2 separate regions of the Mus musculus genome follow, and region 1 is linked to region 2. Evidence: chromatin contacts called from public promoter capture Hi-C data. All regions are on one chromosome and are shown on one strand. The core of a region is the stretch at or near the end of the contact, and the rest is flanking DNA. Distances in the headings are between cores, read along the strand shown.

What was found. Promoter capture Hi-C pulls out the DNA fragments that hold promoters and counts their contacts.
Region 1: a promoter capture Hi-C map of hippocampal neurons shows a contact between it and region 2, with 7 times the contacts expected there. The contact joins the promoter of Nnt here to the enhancer-like site in region 2. A contact is called at or near these places in 11 of 39 promoter capture datasets (the 3T3-L1 cell line, the HPC-7 cell line, cranial neural crest and 7 more).

What each region holds. Positions count from the first base shown.
Region 1 is chr13:119,406,824-119,410,686 of GRCm38.p6, forward strand. Nnt (nicotinamide nucleotide transhydrogenase) reads right to left here and starts at 2,434. Exons shown (of 17, transcript NM_001308506.1): 1 at 2,080-2,434.
Region 2 is chr13:118,361,817-118,365,557 of GRCm38.p6, forward strand. No RefSeq gene overlaps it. Among named protein-coding and RNA genes, the nearest start is that of Mrps30, 24 kb to the right of the region's middle. Within about 2 kb of position 1,750, at least 16 of the 459 cell types and tissues checked have an H3K27ac peak or open chromatin away from gene starts, as enhancers often do. A contact at or near this core is called in hippocampal neurons, where this site is marked.

The DNA.
Region 1 (3,863 bases), core at 1,184-3,683, 1.0 Mb after region 2:
ACCACTTGGTGTAAGTTATAAGGATAAGTGCCTCCCCAGAGATTGATGTGTGTGATGCCAAGGACAGGATCCAGAACCATACACTTGCTCTGAGAGCACACTGCCCCTGAGCTACATCCTCAGCCTTCCCCAGTGTTAAAACCCTCTAGAGTAGCAGTTCTTGACCTGTCAAAACCCCTTTGGGGGTCAAATGACCCTGCACAAGGGTATCAATCATATCAGATATCCTGCACACCAGATATTTACATTACAATTCAGAGCAGTAGCAAAATTACAGTTATGATGTAGCAACAAAACTAATTTTATGTTTGGGGATCACCACAACATAAGGAACCGTATTAAAGGGTCCAAAGCATTAGGAAGGTTGAAAACCAGCACTCTAGAGTCTAGGGAAAGCACCTGATCTAGCAAAAGAAGACAGTAAAGAGATTAGAGTATACTCTGGGTTGGAATCCGCTTCTCTACCTTTATCCAGATGTGTCCTTCTCAAATCACCCAGCTTCTCTGTCTTTAAGGTCAGAATTATAGTAAAAACCTACCTCATAAAGGTCTGAGGATTAAAGTAGCAAAGTGCCCTGATCACTGGTTTGTAGAGAGGATTAAAGAACTCAAGATCCTGGTGAGTTACTCCATTCACTTTGTTATTTTTCATGGCCCACTGCTTTGCATTAAACAGAGTAAGTCAGCTAATACTTTTTGACTGAACACTTAAATAACTAGGGCTGGGTATCCTGAGGCCATTCCACAATATATTTCTGAAACAGTTTCCAGACTCTTCCTTTGAAAATAAAAACTTTGTATAGCCTCGTAGAAAACTGGCCCTATCTGTTTGCTTATACTAGAATAATCCAAAACTGTCCCTTCAATAAATTAAAAAAAAAAAAAAAAGAAAGAATGAAAATGGAGCTGGGGTGGTAGCTCATGATTGTAAATGCCAGCATCGGAGAGGTTAAGGCAGGAGGAGCAACTCAAGTTCAAAGCCAGCCTAGGCTACACATAGAAGTTCGTTCAAGCCAGCCAAGGCTACAGACCGAGATCTTCCTCGTCTCGAAATAAAAAAGTATAATAAGAATAATAAAGTAAGAAAGGAAAAATAACCAAGATTTGCCCAAAAAAGGGGGTTCAGTGGGCAAGCAAGCCCCATGCCTCCAAAGTTTTCTAAGGACTGCACACTACCGTAGGACAAATAAAGGGCACCTGCAAGCATAAACAAAGTCATGCTTTTAAAAGCTAGGCATACCAACAAGGACACAATACCCTATCCTGGCAGGCAGCGTGACCTCTCCCAAAGCCACTGCAGCCATGGCTCCTGTCACAGGTGCTGCCCCTCCCTCAGCAACTAAACTGCCACCCTCTGGCACGTGCAGCTGGACCGCTATTTATAACCTCCTGTGGAAGCCCATTGGCTCTGGCTACATAGTAGTTATTGTGCCTCTCAAGTTTGAACCAGCTCTGGCCAGAACTACACCCTGACCTCTAATAGAGCCCACCGTGACTTACCAATCCAAACCCCTTTTTCTCAGTATTCAGAAACTACCACCAGTCAGCCCGGACCTACAGTCACATCTTTTCCTATACACCTAACTGGACACCCCGCCTGAACACTCTCAAAGTTCAAGTACAACTTAGGAGCGCCCAGCTGTCATTCTTCTAGGTAAACCATTCATCGAAAGTCCTCTACGACCTCTCTTCCAGTCCCTCTAAGGGCCAAAATGACTACGTACAACTTTTGCAGCCCTTGCCCCCACCCCACCCCCACCCCAGGATCCAAGATCTGCACCTGCACAGCTGTCACTTGCTTACTTTGTCTTCTGCCGGGACTCCGTTCCCACCTCTACCCTCTCACTCCTTTCCATGTCACCCCAATAGAACGCACACACAAAAGGAGCCCCGAGGCATATACCGCATTCCTTCTCCGTCAGTCTCCTGCAGGAGCCTCTGCGCCCCACTTGCTAGACACAGCCGACCCCGCCCCCCTGCTGCTCTCTCTCGGGTCCCCTTCGCCGAGGGACCGGGGATCTGCGCTGGCTGCCCGCCTTTTCCAGCAGCCCCTAGGCGCTGCAGGGCTGGTTGGCTCACCTGGACCGGCAGGCGGGACAGATGGCGACCCCGGGCTGCGAGCAAACGCCACGCCGAGCTAGCAGACCCGGGGTTGGCCCGCGGCGTTGTGCCTCCAACCCGGAAGAACAGCCCCAACTTTGAGGCGGCGGCGGCGACCACGTGACACAGGGCTGCCTAGACCCGGACCCGCGCCCCCTTTCGGCACCCCTTCTCCCCCTCCCCGAGCCTCCTGCCAAACCCGCTTGGCCCGATCGCCAGTCTGCAAAGGAGAAAAAGACTCCACCAGATGCACGCTTACAGCGCAGCAGCTGGTCCCCTCCGGGTGGCCGCTGAAGCCCCTTTGTCTCTGCCAGGGCCCCAGGCCCGCAGCCCCGCCCCCTTGCTCTTGCTCAATCGGCCTCTGTCAATCAAACCCGATGCCAAGCACTGCAACTCAAGTTTTTAGGAATTCGTACCTCTTCTTTCCCCCCAGGAGACTAAGTTACAAAGTGTGATTTCCTCACCGGTCTCCCAGCAGAGCAAATAAACGGATACTATAACTCCACTCTTGGGCCGGACTTTTCCTCTAACTCTCTAGGAAAAAAAAAAAAAAAAAATCCGAACTTCTGTAACTGGAGAAGACTTAGGCGGGAGGAAGCCGAGGGCGGGAATGGGGGCGTTGTTTTTCCATTCTGGACGGGGGTGGGGTTAAATTCCTCACAAACGAAGTCAAGGCCTGAAAATGAACACACACATGTGCATATTTGGCTTCAACAGCGAGGCCAGCCAAGAGGAAACCCTGCGCTACTATTAACATAGGCAGTGTCTAGAATGTAATTGTAGTTGACGTCCCTGTTAAGGTTCCTGATTAAGGAAATCAAAACATAACGACCTAGTTATTGGTTAGTGATTAGATTCTGTTACTTGCTCTGCAGGTACACTGATTAAACTTACCCAGCGCTGAGTCTAAAGGAAACGTCAGTGTAAGATTGTTTGTTTGCTTGCTTGCTTGCTTTTAATTTTTTTTTTAAGATTTATTTATTTATTATATGTAAGTACACTGTAGCTGTCTTCAGACACTCCAGAAGAGGGCGTCAGATCTTGTTACAGATGGTTGTGAGCCACCATGTGGTTGCTGGGATTTGAACTCCTGACCTTCGGGAGAGCAGTCGGGTGCTCTTACCCACTGAGCCATCTCACCAGCCCCTTGCTTTTAATTTAACTGAAATATTTTAACAGGCAGAAGAAAAAAAAAAAAAACAGACATTCAGTATCTTTTAAAAATAAGTGAACCACAGAGAACCCCTTATTTAGAGAATGCCTTGTGTTTTATACAGCAGAAAGGGTCATTGGGCTACTGGACTCCGCACAGCAATCTGGAGTAAACTCTTCCGGTGGCAGAAGAACTGGAAGGCAGGAAAGGACTCGGCCCGGTGTTTTAAAATAATAATCGTAAGTCAACAGATAGTAATACTGCAGGTACAATGAGGCAAGTCCTTAACCATTTTAAACTCTTTTGTGCTGCGGACTGTGTGGTAAGTAGTTCGGAGTTCACGTGCAAGGCTTTTCTACAATCAGCAAGTCTAGCCTTGAAGGGCATCTGCCTTCATACTCTATGTTTTCCAATGCTTTCTTTCTTAGTGTTGTTTTTGTTACTCCCCCTCCCCTCATTTTGAGTAGCATTCCCCTGTCCTGCTCCTTCCTCTGCCTCCTACCTCTCTAATGGAACTGTTCCACAATCATTTTTACACAGTGTTCTACCATCCCTCCTTCCTTAAGGGAACTCTCCACCCCACTGGCCCTTTTCTGGTTTCCTGACGTAC
Region 2 (3,741 bases), core at 500-2,999:
TTGAGAACAGTAATGTTTGTAAAGTCCTAAAATTCTGGCTGGGGAAACGATTCATCAAATAAAGTACTGTAAGCAAGCAAGTGGATTGGAGTGTTCATTTTCAGAACCCACAGAAAATACAGGGCGAATGGCAACTACCTGAAATCCCAGTCCCCTGAAGGACACAGGGTGTCTGTCTCTTTCACTTCCCTAGAAGATAAATAGCTAACTTAGCAAGAATCAATGAGCACTAAGGCTCACCTTGAGAGCCTACCTCAATAAATAAGATGGTGAGTGGCAGCTATATATGTTATATCAACTTCATGCCTCTACACATATGCACAAACATGCAGTGGCACATATATGTGCACTCACACATATATATCATGCAATTACACATACGTAATATATATATATATATGCAAACATACACACACATATACACATATGATATACATGCAAAAATGTCCCAGAATCTGTATGCCGTCACTTCAAAACATTAATCATTTTGTGAAATTTTCTACCAAATAGGAGTCCTCATCACAGCAATGTAGAAAAAAAAAATGTATTCAATTTGTAACTGTTAATAACAAAAATAGGATTTAATCTTAAAATATTGTTATGACATTTATTGATGTCTTACAGATGTTTTGCTACTGATAACTTGAGCATAAACATACTTTCATCTAAAACTGGTAGTTGTCAGTAATTTTCAGCCATAGCGCAGAATATTGGAATGGCTGACTTCCTGCCAAAGAACTTCACTGAAGGCAAGTTAAATGACCTAAGCTACATCTAGAAGTGCTGCATGAAACATGCTAGAGCCGCCATTGCTTCACACAGATGGAAAGAACAAGTAGTATCTATGCAGAGACAGACATGGTGGCTAAGAACTGGGAGGTAGAACAGGAACTGTGTTTTCAATTACTTTATTTACATCAAACACTGGCCCCTCCCAGTCCTCTCCTCACAGAGACCCTCCCCCACCCCCTTCCCCTTCTCCTCTGAGAAAACTATTTAGACACAAGCTCCATCACCTTTGACCACAGGGCCCATCTTTAACATGAGACAACTAAAGATAAAAAGAGATGGTCATTCAGGTGAGTTACTTACTTCTCAAAGACATGGGGCTACGTGATTTCCTGCAAACATACATTTCAGAATGTTTCCTACCATGCCATAGGCCAATCACATGTTAAAACGTGGGCAGTGCAGCTGTATTCTGGCTGCTTACTGTGACAGTTCCTATTAAAAGTGCCTCTTCTTCGGTGATTGGCCAGTCTTTCTCATGAGAATGTAGTTTCTATGTAGAAAGGGATCTTGTCTTGTTACTGTAACAATTATTTACAACAAATCTGGAAACTATTACTAGTTCAGTAAATAGTACTGCCTAGAAGGAAAAGAGGGAGGGAGGGAGGCAGGAGGATAAAAGGAAAGGAGGGGAGAAAGAAACAAGGCACAAGGGAAGGGAAGAGAGGAGGAGGGGAAGGATGAAGGAAGAGAGGAAGGAGTCAGGAGGAAGGGTGAAGGAGGAGGACAGGACGGAGGGCAGGAGGAGGGACAAGAGAGGGCATTGTGATGATCACGCCTGGTACTAACTTTATTCACAAATCTGTAGATGGAGAAAAAAAGTCTTAAGAAACAAATTCTCCTCAGAATTTGAGCCGTGTTATGTAACAATTATTTTTCTTCCAAAAGGTAAGAACTGACACCGCCTACATCTCCCCAGCTCTCATTTTCCTTCTCGCATGGGAAAATTACACATCAGAGCTCCCACACAGAGCCTCGCAAAGGAGAACAAATATGATGTACCAAGCATTCTGCTGATTGTAGGGGATAGGGTACAAAATACACAGGGGAGATAATAAATGTGTTGATGTCTATAATTTACCGCAGTGGGGTGAAAATCCACTGCAGTTGCAAGCTGCATATTGCCTAAAAGGTCAATATAACTAAATCAGAGAATTGCATTTTGAAGCATATTCTGTTCTTAACTGAAGCTGTAATGTTTGTAAGTCAAACACGACTGAAAAAAATAAGTAAAATGTATCTATACTTGTTGAATCTAGGACCAATGTAACATAATTCAGTAAAGATATCATTCAGGTCTGTATGGGTAATTGGGGAAATAATTTCAGTCTGTGTAAAAGCTGAGGAATGGGTCAAAGGTCAGCACTCACCTAACTCTGTCTTAAACCCATTTTCTATGAAGGTAGAACGCCCCCCTTCCCCCCGCCCCAACCATAAGGAGTCCTTTGGTGAAAAGCCACTTCCAGATTCCTAAACCATTCGAGTAAGAATGATAAGACGCCAGGCTAGTAACAAAATGTGAGCTCTTCAATTGCTTGTTCAGAGGCATGCATTTCATTAAAGTAAAAGATGTGCATGCCAGAAAAACCCTTCTGATTGTGCTGTGGAGGCCGAATAGAGGGCAAACGGGATGAGAAACTAGGGAAGAGCCTCGGAAATGTCAGATGTGGGAGATGGAACCTGAAGTGACACAACTATTAAAGGGGAAAGTGATCAGTCGGTAGAGGCATCCTTAATAATCTCCAAGATGTAGTGCCTGGTACATATGGAGAGGACATCACAGTGGAGAGTGACCCCCAGGGTCCAGATGTGGTGGAGCATGCTTGTAACACCAGAAGTCTAGACACTAAGGGAGAAAACATGCAAGTTCCAGAACGACCAGGAACACACAGGAGCTCTAGGTCATCCTGGACTAAACAATAAATGCCCATATCAAAACAAACAAACAAACAAAAACAACAACCACAAACAAATAACTGAAGATGATAGTGTTTCCAGAGGGGAGACCACAGACAACATTCATCATTGGATCTGGAGCTCTGAAAAGTCCAGGTAGCTACTCAGCCCCATCAATGGTCTGCATAATTTAAATGTATTTGAGAGACTGAGGAAAACTATGTCAACCCATGGGCTTGGTGTGTTGGAACAAATTCATGAGCGCTTACCAGTCCTTTATATACGTATGAGTTCTGCATCCTTTGGCTGTCGTGAAAAGTGTTTATGATATTTTATCAAAGTTATCCCATCCTCCAACCCCAGTCACTTCATTGTAATGTATGTTAAAAACAATAGCTATGGGTTTGTTTCTGTTTTTTATTGTTTTGTTTTGTTTTGTTTTGCCAAAACATCTGGGAAATATGAAGCAATCTGACTGGCATTGAATGCTAATGAAATAAACAGTTTTGGCAAAGTGGAAATCTTGTATTTTTTGCAAAAGTAGACACATGCAAAGAGATCTGAGAAATGCCAGAAAATAAGGCATGTAGCCTTCTTTGACAACAAAGAGTTTATAGATGTTAAAGGCTTTAGGGATGCTTACACCAGCAGGATTTTATAGCCTTGTTTGAAATTTATGATTCTTTTATCTTATACACATATGTCTTAGTTTTCAATAACTAAACACCCTCATATTCTTTTTTTAATGTTGTTCTTAGATTTATTTATTTATTTATTTATTTATTTATTTATTTATTTGATGTATATGAGTACACTGCTGCTATCTTCAGACACACCAGAAAAGGGCAGCAGATCCCATTACAGATGGTTGTGAGCCACCATGTGCTTGCTGAGAATTGAACTTAGGACCTCTGGAAGGGCAGTCAGTGCTCTTAACCACCAAGCCATCTCTCTAGCCCACACCCTCATTTTTTTTAAAAATCTAATTCATATTTTATATCAAATGTTTAAATTATTAGTTATAGCTTTTTAAATTACTTAGCTGAAAACATGACT